Regions from separate parts of the Triticum aestivum genome. Here region 2 is linked to region 1. The links are chromatin contacts, called in public Hi-C maps. All regions are on one chromosome and are shown on one strand. The core of a region is the stretch at or near the end of the contact, and the rest is flanking DNA. Distances in the headings are between cores, read along the strand shown.

Evidence for each region. Hi-C and Micro-C count contacts between places; a contact is called where the count stands out from the background.
Region 2: a contact with region 1 is called in a Hi-C map of leaf, with 5 times the contacts expected there. The contact joins the promoter of LOC123055785 here to the promoter of LOC123055776 in region 1. A contact is called at or near these places in 4 of 5 Hi-C or Micro-C datasets (leaf and root) and 1 of 1 datasets of contacts at active chromatin or transcription factors (leaf).

The regions. Positions count from the first base shown.
Region 1 is chr1A:453,824,124-453,829,111 of IWGSC CS RefSeq v2.1, reverse strand. It overlaps LOC123055776, which reads right to left and starts at 3,044. Exons shown (of 1, transcript XM_044479641.1): 1 at 2,101-3,044. The coding sequence starts at 2,974. The coding sequence ends at 2,156.
Region 2 is chr1A:454,052,833-454,057,820 of IWGSC CS RefSeq v2.1, reverse strand. LOC123055785 (probable mediator of RNA polymerase II transcription subunit 26b) reads left to right here and starts at 2,607. Exons shown (of 9, transcript XM_044479647.1): 1 at 2,607-3,762; 2 at 3,876-3,944; 3 at 4,026-4,108; 4 at 4,367-4,422; 5 at 4,549-4,676; 6 at 4,779-4,806; 7 at 4,895-4,988. The coding sequence starts at 3,160.

The sequences.
Region 1 (4,988 bases), core at 1,795-4,294:
GTGGAAGGTGATCACTTATTGCGTGATCATGCACAAACATGATTGTGGAGGATGAGGGCGAGAATGTTGCGATAGGTATTGAATTTGAAAACATGAATGATTCTATCAAACTTCTCAATCAAAATTCGGCCACATTTGAAGAGTTTGTTCAAATGCATCAACATATTCGACATTAAGCAACTCACGAACAATGGAAGAAGATCTGATTGATTATATGTGAAAGAGGGACAACAATATTGGAGTGTACTTTTATAATTAAAACTACCATTAAATTTGAACTATTTTAAACTATGTACGTGGCTATTTGAATGTGCGAACTTTAAAAAAATTGAAGTCGGCTATATACGAGCAGTATTTGATGACCGGCTTCTGCATAGTATCCGTTGATTGATCCTTCTGTTAGCAGACGGATACCGGAACAAATTTGCGGGTCAACGCTAGAGATGCCATTAGAAGCTTATGGATGTTTGTTTGTATGGTCGTGCGGGGTTCATGCTTCAGTGGTTTCGTTCGGTTATTCATCGATCAACCGGGCAATTATCTCTACTCCTAATGGAGCAGTTGGTAGTCTCGCTTCCAGGTTTTTTTTCGTCCCATCACTTTCGTCCGGGTTTTTTTCGTAGGTTAACCGTCGTAGATTTTTTTCATCGCCTTCCCCATTTCATCGGTTTATTTTTACTTCACCCTCTCACACAACGAAAAAAACTGAACGGATCAGAACTTTCCATACCGACGCAAATTATTTAGTAATGTTTTTATGTAAAAGAATCAATCACAATCAATCTCTAAACATCAAATCTAAATTAATTAATCTTCATAACGTTTGTTTCCTTTCGAATCACGTCCATAACTTTCCTTCCTTGTTTGGGCAGAAACTGTTTGGTAGCAGAGATTAGGAAGCTTCCTATGAGTGTATTAATAGGAAATATTTTTTTTCTTGATGATTCATTTCCATGCATGATGATAGTAAATTAGGTCAACATTCACCACTATTTATCAACGTCATCAATCGTATCCATTCCTACCAGTTTTAAGGGAATCTGCTCGCTATGTCTTTTTTAAGGGGATCCGCTCGCTAAGTCGTCGTCGCACGTTATTTTCACAAGCAATTCCCCTAAAAGAAGGCGTGGGTATTGGTAGTTGAACGCCCGCTAGGTTTTCCGCCTGTCCCATCCTCGCGCTGTGCCGCCGCCACCCGCCGAATTTCCAGCCGCCCGAGCCCGTTAACTTCGCCAGCCATCGGGTCGACTGCCCCCGCCCCAAACCCCCATCCCCGAGCACTAGCTATCGCCGCGTTGCCGCCCCAAGCTCCACGCCACCGGGAACGAATCAAGCGCCGTCCCGACACCGCCGTCGCCGGCCCAGCACCTCCAGCCTTGCATGGACAGCTTCAATGTGCAGTCTCCCTTGCTGCCTCACCTTCTGCCAGCGCATGCAGCGGCGGGGTTGGACGCGTGCGTGCTTGCTAGTTTGCTCTCTGTCTTCTGAGGGGGTGAATGCAAAGCAGTCTATTAAGCCAGGCACTATTGCTGAGCTAAATTGACAAAAAAATATTGGTAGCCATAGTTGTAGTTTAAGTAGTACCGAGTTGTCTGATATGTATAAAGAGCCCGTTGCAACTGAGCCCGTTACTAAATTGACAGAAAAGGTCGCCAGTGTCACTTGATATGTATGAGAATATTAAATGTATTATTAACATGATTAATATTGAACTCTTAACTTTAATGTGGCCCCGTTGCAACGCACGAGCGTTCTTCTAGTTATTTTTTAATTGACAAGTTTAGATCCCTTGCAAGCGCTGAGGCGTGCGTGCCGTGCAGCAGGACCGTACTACTAGTAGTAGCCTGTAGCCAGGCGCAGCGGAGGCTGCCGCGTGGCCTCTTCCTGGACCCGGTCAGCTAGCTAGCTAGCTAGTCGGGCGCCGAATCCGAATCGAAATCGCAATGTGAACGCGGCAAGCCGACTCGCGGCTCGGTCTGGGGTCCATGTTTTTCGGGTGCGCTGCCGGTGGTCTACCCGCGCCGTGCCACCGCCCACGTCCGCCACCTGGTTGGCTTGGTTGCCTCTACGACTTGTCATCCCTGTGCATCTCCCCTATCCATCCTTCTTTTTTTTTTTGAACAAAAGACGGGTCCAGAAGGACCCTGATGCTGCATTAACACTGAACATGAAGTACACAGCATTTTACAGACGGACCCAGAACTAACTGCAAATAACACACTGGTCCCTGTCTTTTACAAAGAGGACCCCAACAACCAGATAAGAAAAGCAATCGGGTCCTTGACATCTTCTGCACGGCCGTAACTTCGCCGTCGCCGGGGACATTGCCACTTGGGACAACTAAGCTTCCATGGCACCACGCCATAGACTCCGTGCAGAAGATGAGCTGCCTCCCTTTAGGCATCTTGGCCGGGAGGAAGAAGTAGAAAGGCCGCCCTTCGGCCAGCATGTACGATGACGTGATGGAGCCGGCCGGCCGCCGAACGCCGTAGCTGGCGCCAAGGCCACTCCCAAACAGCCACCGGATAAGAGCACTGACCCGATCTGGTTCTCCATCTCTTCTACTCTTCGTCTTCACCACCACGGCGACGCCACGAGCTAGAGAAGTAGCGGAGAGCCTCCAGAACAGGGGACCAGACGAGCTTATTGGTGGATGAGCCAGCAGCACGCCCCTCGGCAGCGACTGGCCGCCAGCCAGCCTTGCCTGAGACGCAGCCACCGTGAGCCACCAGCCGCTGCTCGTACGCGGCGGCGGCGCTCTCCACATCGGCATACAGCCATACGCCACATGGGCACTACTCGACCTCAACCTATACCTAGATTCTATATACATAGGACAACGCCATGCACCTCTCCCGTCTCCGCTCCGGCCGGCGAGGCCGTCGGAGAAGATAAGGGATCGGGCCGGGAGCGGTGGAACTCTCTCGACTCTCAACGGGGGCTGGTGTGGAGTCGCTTCTCCCCAGACCAGCATCTATCCATCCTTCTTTGTATAGTCTTCGCGTCGCTCTCCACTCTCCTGATTGGTGAGGTGACACACCATGCGAGCGAGCTTGCTTGCGACGACGGGACACCCAATGCATAGCTTAGCACACGTAGGTGACGGATGGACCGAGCCTCTGATTCTGGATATCTGCAGCCTGTGGCCAGACAGAACCGTCCGGGTTTAGTTACGTCGATTCAGGTTGATGTAAGAATGACACCATGGTATCTGAAATTTTGAATATCTGTTGCGTCTGATTCTGAACTCTGAACCAAAGGGAAGACCATGGTAGAAGATGGCATGGACGGCCCGGCCCTGCCCTGCCTTTCCATCCAGTGACACCGAGATTTGCGTACAAGGGTGATGAGTGGCACGAGTGGCCAGAGCACTGACCTGTGAAAGCAAGCTTTTCCCACGTGACCGCCATTGTCCAAATCGCACTTCACAACTTGCAATTAGCTTTCGCCCCGACAGTGACCCTTTTTGCTTCGGACGAGCAGTGCTGCAGTAGGTGTAGGTTTGTGGTCGACTAAGCCAATCGCAAAAGCTAGCTAATTGCGATTTTTCAGGCTCATGGGCCCCCAGCCAGCGGCGATGATTGTCTGGACGGAGGAGGGGGAGGAGGTTGTTGGGCGACGCCTCCCTCCTCCCTCCTCCCTCCCTCCCTCCGTTGGTTCTTTCACCCGTTCTGCTCGCTGGAGTAATGTAATGTAATCGACTAGTGATTTTGATCGTGGTTGGTGGCAGGTGTTGTTGGGTGCTGGACCACGACACCGCCCGCCTGTGATCTCGGTCGATCCTCATCTCATGTCCTCTCTCTTTCACTCCCCATGCCGGCCAGATTAACTCAACCACTCGATCCACCATGCAACTTTCACTTGAGAAGAGATGTGGTTGTGCCGTGCATGTTCTCAGGGAGAAAAGGACGTACGTGGCGTGGTGGTGGTGGTCAGGGTGGTGGTATCGTGCGCGTCGCCGTGTCATCATCTCATGCTCTCGGCTGCATAAACGTGCAATGCTCCTGCGTTTTAAGTAGACATGCAGCTGCACCTGTCGGCAAGGGGGCAATGCACGCTTCTTTTCTCTCTTTTTTGCGGGGGCAATGCACGCTTCTTGTGCCAAAGAGTAGTAGTAGTTCGTCAGATCTCGCTTGGAACGCGGGAATAAATAACATTCTTCGGTTCCTGCTGGAAACGACCATCAAACAGATCCTTATATAAAATCCGTGCGTTCCAAACATGCTCTCATTTTAGTTTATTATTAGAAAAAATGGTGTGACTGACGAGGAGTTCTTATCCGTCGGAGCATTTTCTGGGCTTCTTTTCTCGTCGTTGGCGCGGGATCGAGCGAGCGGCGAGTTTCTTGCGTCGTCCTGCACCGTCGCATTCGCTGTGCCACGGCGGTCGGTGCGTACGGCGGAAGGCGACGGCCTTGGTCCGTGCCCGTCAGCGTCGTGGGCTCGCTCGCTCGCTCGCGCGCGCTTCAGACCGATTGGCCGCCGGCTGCTATTTCCGCGGTCGCATTCGGTTTTATTTATTTATGTCCTCGCCGTCGTTAATCACGAGGCCGCTTCTGTCGGGAATCATTCAGCTACCAGTACTACTGCTGCTACGCGGCAAGCAGTGACTGACTAGTGATGTAAGGGCATCTCCAGCCGTTGACTTTTCAGGAGGGGCAAAAAATCGCCCCTTCGGGACGCACCGGCTCTAAACCGCGCACTGGGGGCGTGATGTCTCCCAGTCGCAGCCCCCCGCAGATTTTTAAAATATTGAAATTCGGCGCAAACACAACGCAAACACGAGCGAGTTCGTTCAAATTTAAACATATTTTATCAAAAAAAGAAAAAAAAACTACCGCGGGCTACCCCCGCCGTCTCCCTCGCCGCCCGCCCACGCGGTTTTACATGCCGAGGAGGCTGTAGAACCGCGTGTAGTCACCGCCGCCGTCGTCGTCGTCGTCGTCGCCCCCGCCTACGCCTCCGCCGTCCCTGCTGCATCCCTTTCCC
Region 2 (4,988 bases), core at 1,358-3,857, 230 kb before region 1:
TTGGGTAGGAGGAGGTTGTACCCGCCCATACCCTACCCATTGCCATCCCTAAGCGGAGCTGCCGGTGTGGCGCGGCGGGCGAGAAGGGCTAGCGACGTCGCTGGCGTTGCGTCGACGGGCAAAGGGCGCTGAGGAATAAGATCTGCCGCTGCCCGCCTTGCTCGAGTAGCGACCTCCAGAATATGATATGCTTAGCGAATCAACATGTGGTTGGATGGTTAGAGGGACCGTGGTATCCCCAGCCCACCAAGGTTCAAATCCTAGTGCTCGCATTTATTTCTGGATTTAATTCAGGATTTCCGGTGGTGCACATTCAGTGGGAGGAGACGTTCCCGTCGACGACGAAGTGCCTACGGTGACTTCATAAATTTCAAAATGATATGTCGTCTCAGTCTTTCGGAGGGGTTCATAGGGGTGAGTGTATGCGCGTGTATATGAGCGCTTGCGTCTGTACTGTGTTAATTTTTTTTTGATAACTTAAATATGATTTATTTTCCCACTTTCTTCTATTGTGGTTTATTTTCTTGGAGAATACACCCAAGAGCTAGCAGTCTCATTCATAGAGGAAGAAAAAAAATACATCGCAAAAGAAGAGAGGAAGAAAAATATAGTGTACGCAAAAATACCTCAACTCATGACTAAGAGCATCTCCAGCCCCCCAGGAGCACTTTTTAGCGCCGGTTGTAAAAAACGTCCCAGCCATGCATCCAGGACCTCGTTTTTTGCCGGATTTAGCGAATGTTACGGCCGGCACGCCCACCCCACACCCAGCTCCCTGCGGGGCAGCTGGGAACGCCGGCGATCGCCTTTTGCATGCGCAGGCCCACCTGCAGCCCTTCTCTCTCCCCTCTCTCCTCTCCTTTCTCTCTTCCTTCCATCGCCCCGCATCTTCCCTCGCCGGCCTTGCTCCTCTCCTCGCCGCTCCATGCCTGCTCGCCTCCGTGTTGCGTCCGGCTCCACCCAACCAGAGACAGAGGAGCGGAGGGGAGATGCGAAGCCGGCGACGGGCCGGCCGGCTCCTGCCGTCTCCGGCCGAGCCGAGCACACCGGCGGCCGCGGAGGGGCCCGCCGCACCCGTTCCCGGCCAGAGGGAGGCGCGGGAAGGCGCTGGGACGCGGCAACGGGCGGCGCTAGATGAGAAACAGAGGCAGGCAGGCGACGGTGGTCTTCGACGGTGCGGGTAACTCTGACGGGCTCCGGCTGATATAAGGACACCGGCGGGACTGGGGCGACGAGACGCACCCGTTCAGAGGCCAAGGGGGCAGTGAGGAGGGATGGAACGGAGGGGAGGCCGCGGTGACAGGAGGTTACAGAGGCGGCGGCGGTGGTGATGGTTTTCGGTGGAATAGCCAGCTCCGGCGAGGGCAAGTGGGTGGGGCGAGCTGCGGGAGTGAGGGGGAGTTCGTGAACAGGTTGGGAGGAGGGGAGAGGGGCTAGGCACGTCGGGGTGGACCGAACTCCGGCAATGGCCACGGTGGTCCAGGAAGAAACGGTGACCTGGGGAGCACAACGGCTGAATTTTTTTTGCACCCAAAGACTAAATTAGCGCCGGGGCCTTCTTAGAAGGTCGAAAAAACGCCTTGTGGGTGACACAACGGCTGGAGATGCTCTAACCACGTTTACTACGCACCGTTTTTCTGCTCTTGCCGTGCAGTTGGCCCCAGAGGAGAGGCAGCCACAAGGTCACAACTGAAGCAGTGAAAAGTCTGTGGTGCACCGAGCTCAGCCAGGGGTAGCAAGAGCCACATGTTCCCTCCGAAAGGAAGCAAGAAACACATGCCACTTGCGCGTGGAGAATCCCTCCGTGGAACAACCGGGGGATACGGTTGCCTGGGCCATTTTGGAAGCAACCGCTGGAGCCGAGCCAAGGGCGTTAACCGCAACGGTCCACCCCTGCTGTAGCTAAAAGAGAAAACCACACTAGAGTCTACACAAGGTAACTGGGCTGTCATGGACCCGTGGTGGGCTCCAGAACGTTTCTATCTTTCTTTTTTTTTTGAAGAGAATATGGACTGAGCTCTCATGATGCCGGATTTTCGAAAAGAAATACTACTGCCCGAAGCCAAAATCATTTCAGTAATCAATACTGGAGGAGTGAACATTTATGCTTGATTGATTTGGAGGGATATTTGGTGATGAGATGAGATGAGAAGGAAAGTAGGCAATCAATTGGCAGTGCCGATAATAATGGAGTAAATCATGGGCAGCGATCGAAGTAGTTAATGCCAGTACCAAACTAGTATAGCACCGCTAAACAAAACCAGGGCAGGGGAGGGGAGGCGGGAGAAAGAGAGTGCATGTCGACTCGGCTCGGCTCGGCGGGGTCAAACCAAAGAAGCCGCGTCGCCCCGCTCCCTTCTGCAGAATCTATCTACAGAAGGAAAAGGAGGGTTCCTGCGACCGCTGCCAAAGGAAAAGAAGCGACCCGAACCGGTGACGCGGCCCGGTTTGTTTTACCGCGCGTATTTTGGGCCACGGGGCGGGAGCCGGGAGGGGTCGTCGCATCCAGTACTGGTAGCTCTCGTTTAGTTAGCTGCGGCGTGCGTGCGTGCCGGTGCTGGCAGTCCTCGTGGGCTCGGGTCGCGTCTCGCGTGGCGTAGCGTACCCTGCCATCCGCGTCCCTATCCACCCGCCCCGCCCCGTCCCCATCCCCGTCCCGACCCTTCCCGGTGTTCGCATCGCCCTCGCGAGCCTCGCCTGGCCTTCTCCCCCCAGCCCAGCCCAGCCGCACCGTCTTCTTCCTCCCACCCCGCCCACGCCCAGCCCTACCCTACCCTACCTCCCCCTTTCCGCAAGGGCCAGATAGGATTTGGTAAGGTTCTTCCTGCCGCCGCCGCAGAAATCCTCACGGAAACCGGGCCTTGGGGGCCAAGCAACCCAGCGAACCTAACTCGACTCGGTTCTCTCGATTCGTTCCTGCTCGCCCCTCCCCGTTTCTCGATTTGATTTGATATTTTTCCGGCGAATTTCGCTTTCACGATCGCCGGATTCCGGGGCGCATCGGATTCGCGATCGGGGGCTGGGATTAGATTCTCGGCCGCGGCGTAGTAGTAATAATTTCGCAAGGGGGGAACCCGCCCGAGGTAATCGGCGGAGCATCGGTTCTTCTGGTGGTGCTAGCTGTTTGTTCCCGTCCTGTGCGGCCCGATCTCGGGGGCGATGGCCGACGACGGGCTCGACCGGTGGCGCGGCTTCTTCCGGGGCGCGGGCGTCGGCATCTGCGAGGCCATCGAGAAGGCCATCCTCGTCGCCGCCGCCGACGAGCCGCAGGAGTTCCTGCGACGCCGCGACCGCATCGCCGAGCGGCTCTTCAACGCGCTCCTCGCCCGCCCCTCCTCCTGCCACGGCTGCACCGCCAGCACCGGCTCCGCGCCCCCCGCCACGCCCGCCGTCGCTGAGGACAAGGGCAGCGTGCGCCGCGTCCCCGACAAGGACTGCAAGGTCGACAGCAGCAGCCTCGGCGCGCCCGGGGGCGGGGCGCTCGGCGGCGGCATCAGCGAGGACGACGACTCTGACTCTGAGGACGACGAGCGCCTCCGCCGCGCCGCCGCCAGCAACTACGGCCACAACTATGACGACGACAACGAGGAGGAGGAGGAGGAGCAGGACGCGGCCGTGCCGGCGGAGGAGGACCACCACGCAGAGGATGACGACCCGGAGGCTGAGGAGCTGGAGGCCCTCACCAACGAGATCGATGAGGAGTCGCAGATCGTTGGGGAGGTCATCCGCATCAAGGAGCTCCTCCTGCACAAGCAAGACCATGTATGGACTCCTATCTGTGCACTTCTTCCATTCATATTGCTAAACCTGTTATTTGTCAACTCTAGTGAGCACTTAGCATTGATCTGAACTAAAACACAAATGGTGTCTTGCAGTCGGATGCTACTCTGTTCGACTCACTTAGGAGGCTGCAGCTGATGCAATTGTCCGTCTCCACGCTTAAGGTACCTATCTTGCATACCGCATATGAGATATCTGGTTTTGTTGCTATTTGGTTTGCTTATCTTTGGGGCTGTTCATCATAGGCTACCGAGATTGGGAGGGCTGTTAATGGCCTTCGGAAGCACAGCTCGCAGCAGATTCGTCACCTCGCGCTGGCTCTCATTCAGTAAGCTTCATGAACTTTTATCTAGTTTGGTTTTATACAACTAGTTCATGCTTGAATCTGAAGAGTTCAGTGAGGCAAATTACTTCTCATGTTCTGAAAAGATTTTGACTAGTACCAGTCCATCTGCACTGCCACATGGTCACCATTTACCTTTGTTCGCCATCCCAAAGAAAAATGAGAAAATTACCTTGTTAGCATGAGTCCAAAGCAATCTTGTAAACTATTGTTGACATCTTCAGTTGCTTTTTGTGTTTCCAGGGATTGGAAAATTTTGGTTGATGAGTGGGTCAGTACTACCAACGTTGCCCTTGCAGGTAAAGGATCTGAATTTGTCCAATGTTACATTATTTCATCCATCAGTTTCAGAGTTAATTCTATGTGAATGAATGCTCAGATGCAAGCCTCTTAGCTTACTATATTATTGCTGCTTTTACCTGCAGACAACTCCCCAGGAACTTCAAACCCTTCTGTTGTGGATGATGATGATGAAGAAGAAGGCCTTCCTTCTCCACCTTTGGATGAAGGAGCATTCTTTGCACCTGAGACTACTGCCATTCAACTCTCTGAGGTACTAATATATCCACTCCTGCTATCTGAATTGTTTTAGTGATGAACAATAAGCTAATTAACTTCCATTGTTATTTTGCCTGTTCGCCTTTGCAACCTGAAGTTCTTTGACGAAATGGATGAAGATGGAAGTGAGTACAACTACCCAAATTGCTTAGTTTTCCCTTGCTATGCTAGCACTCCATAGATTGTGTGATAACTAACATTATATTATGACAGACTTGAGACACAACAATGATGCTCGCCTTGGAAACAAGAGGGAAAACAATGGCAGGAGGCCTGTAAACCATTCAACTGTGTCAAAACCAGAACT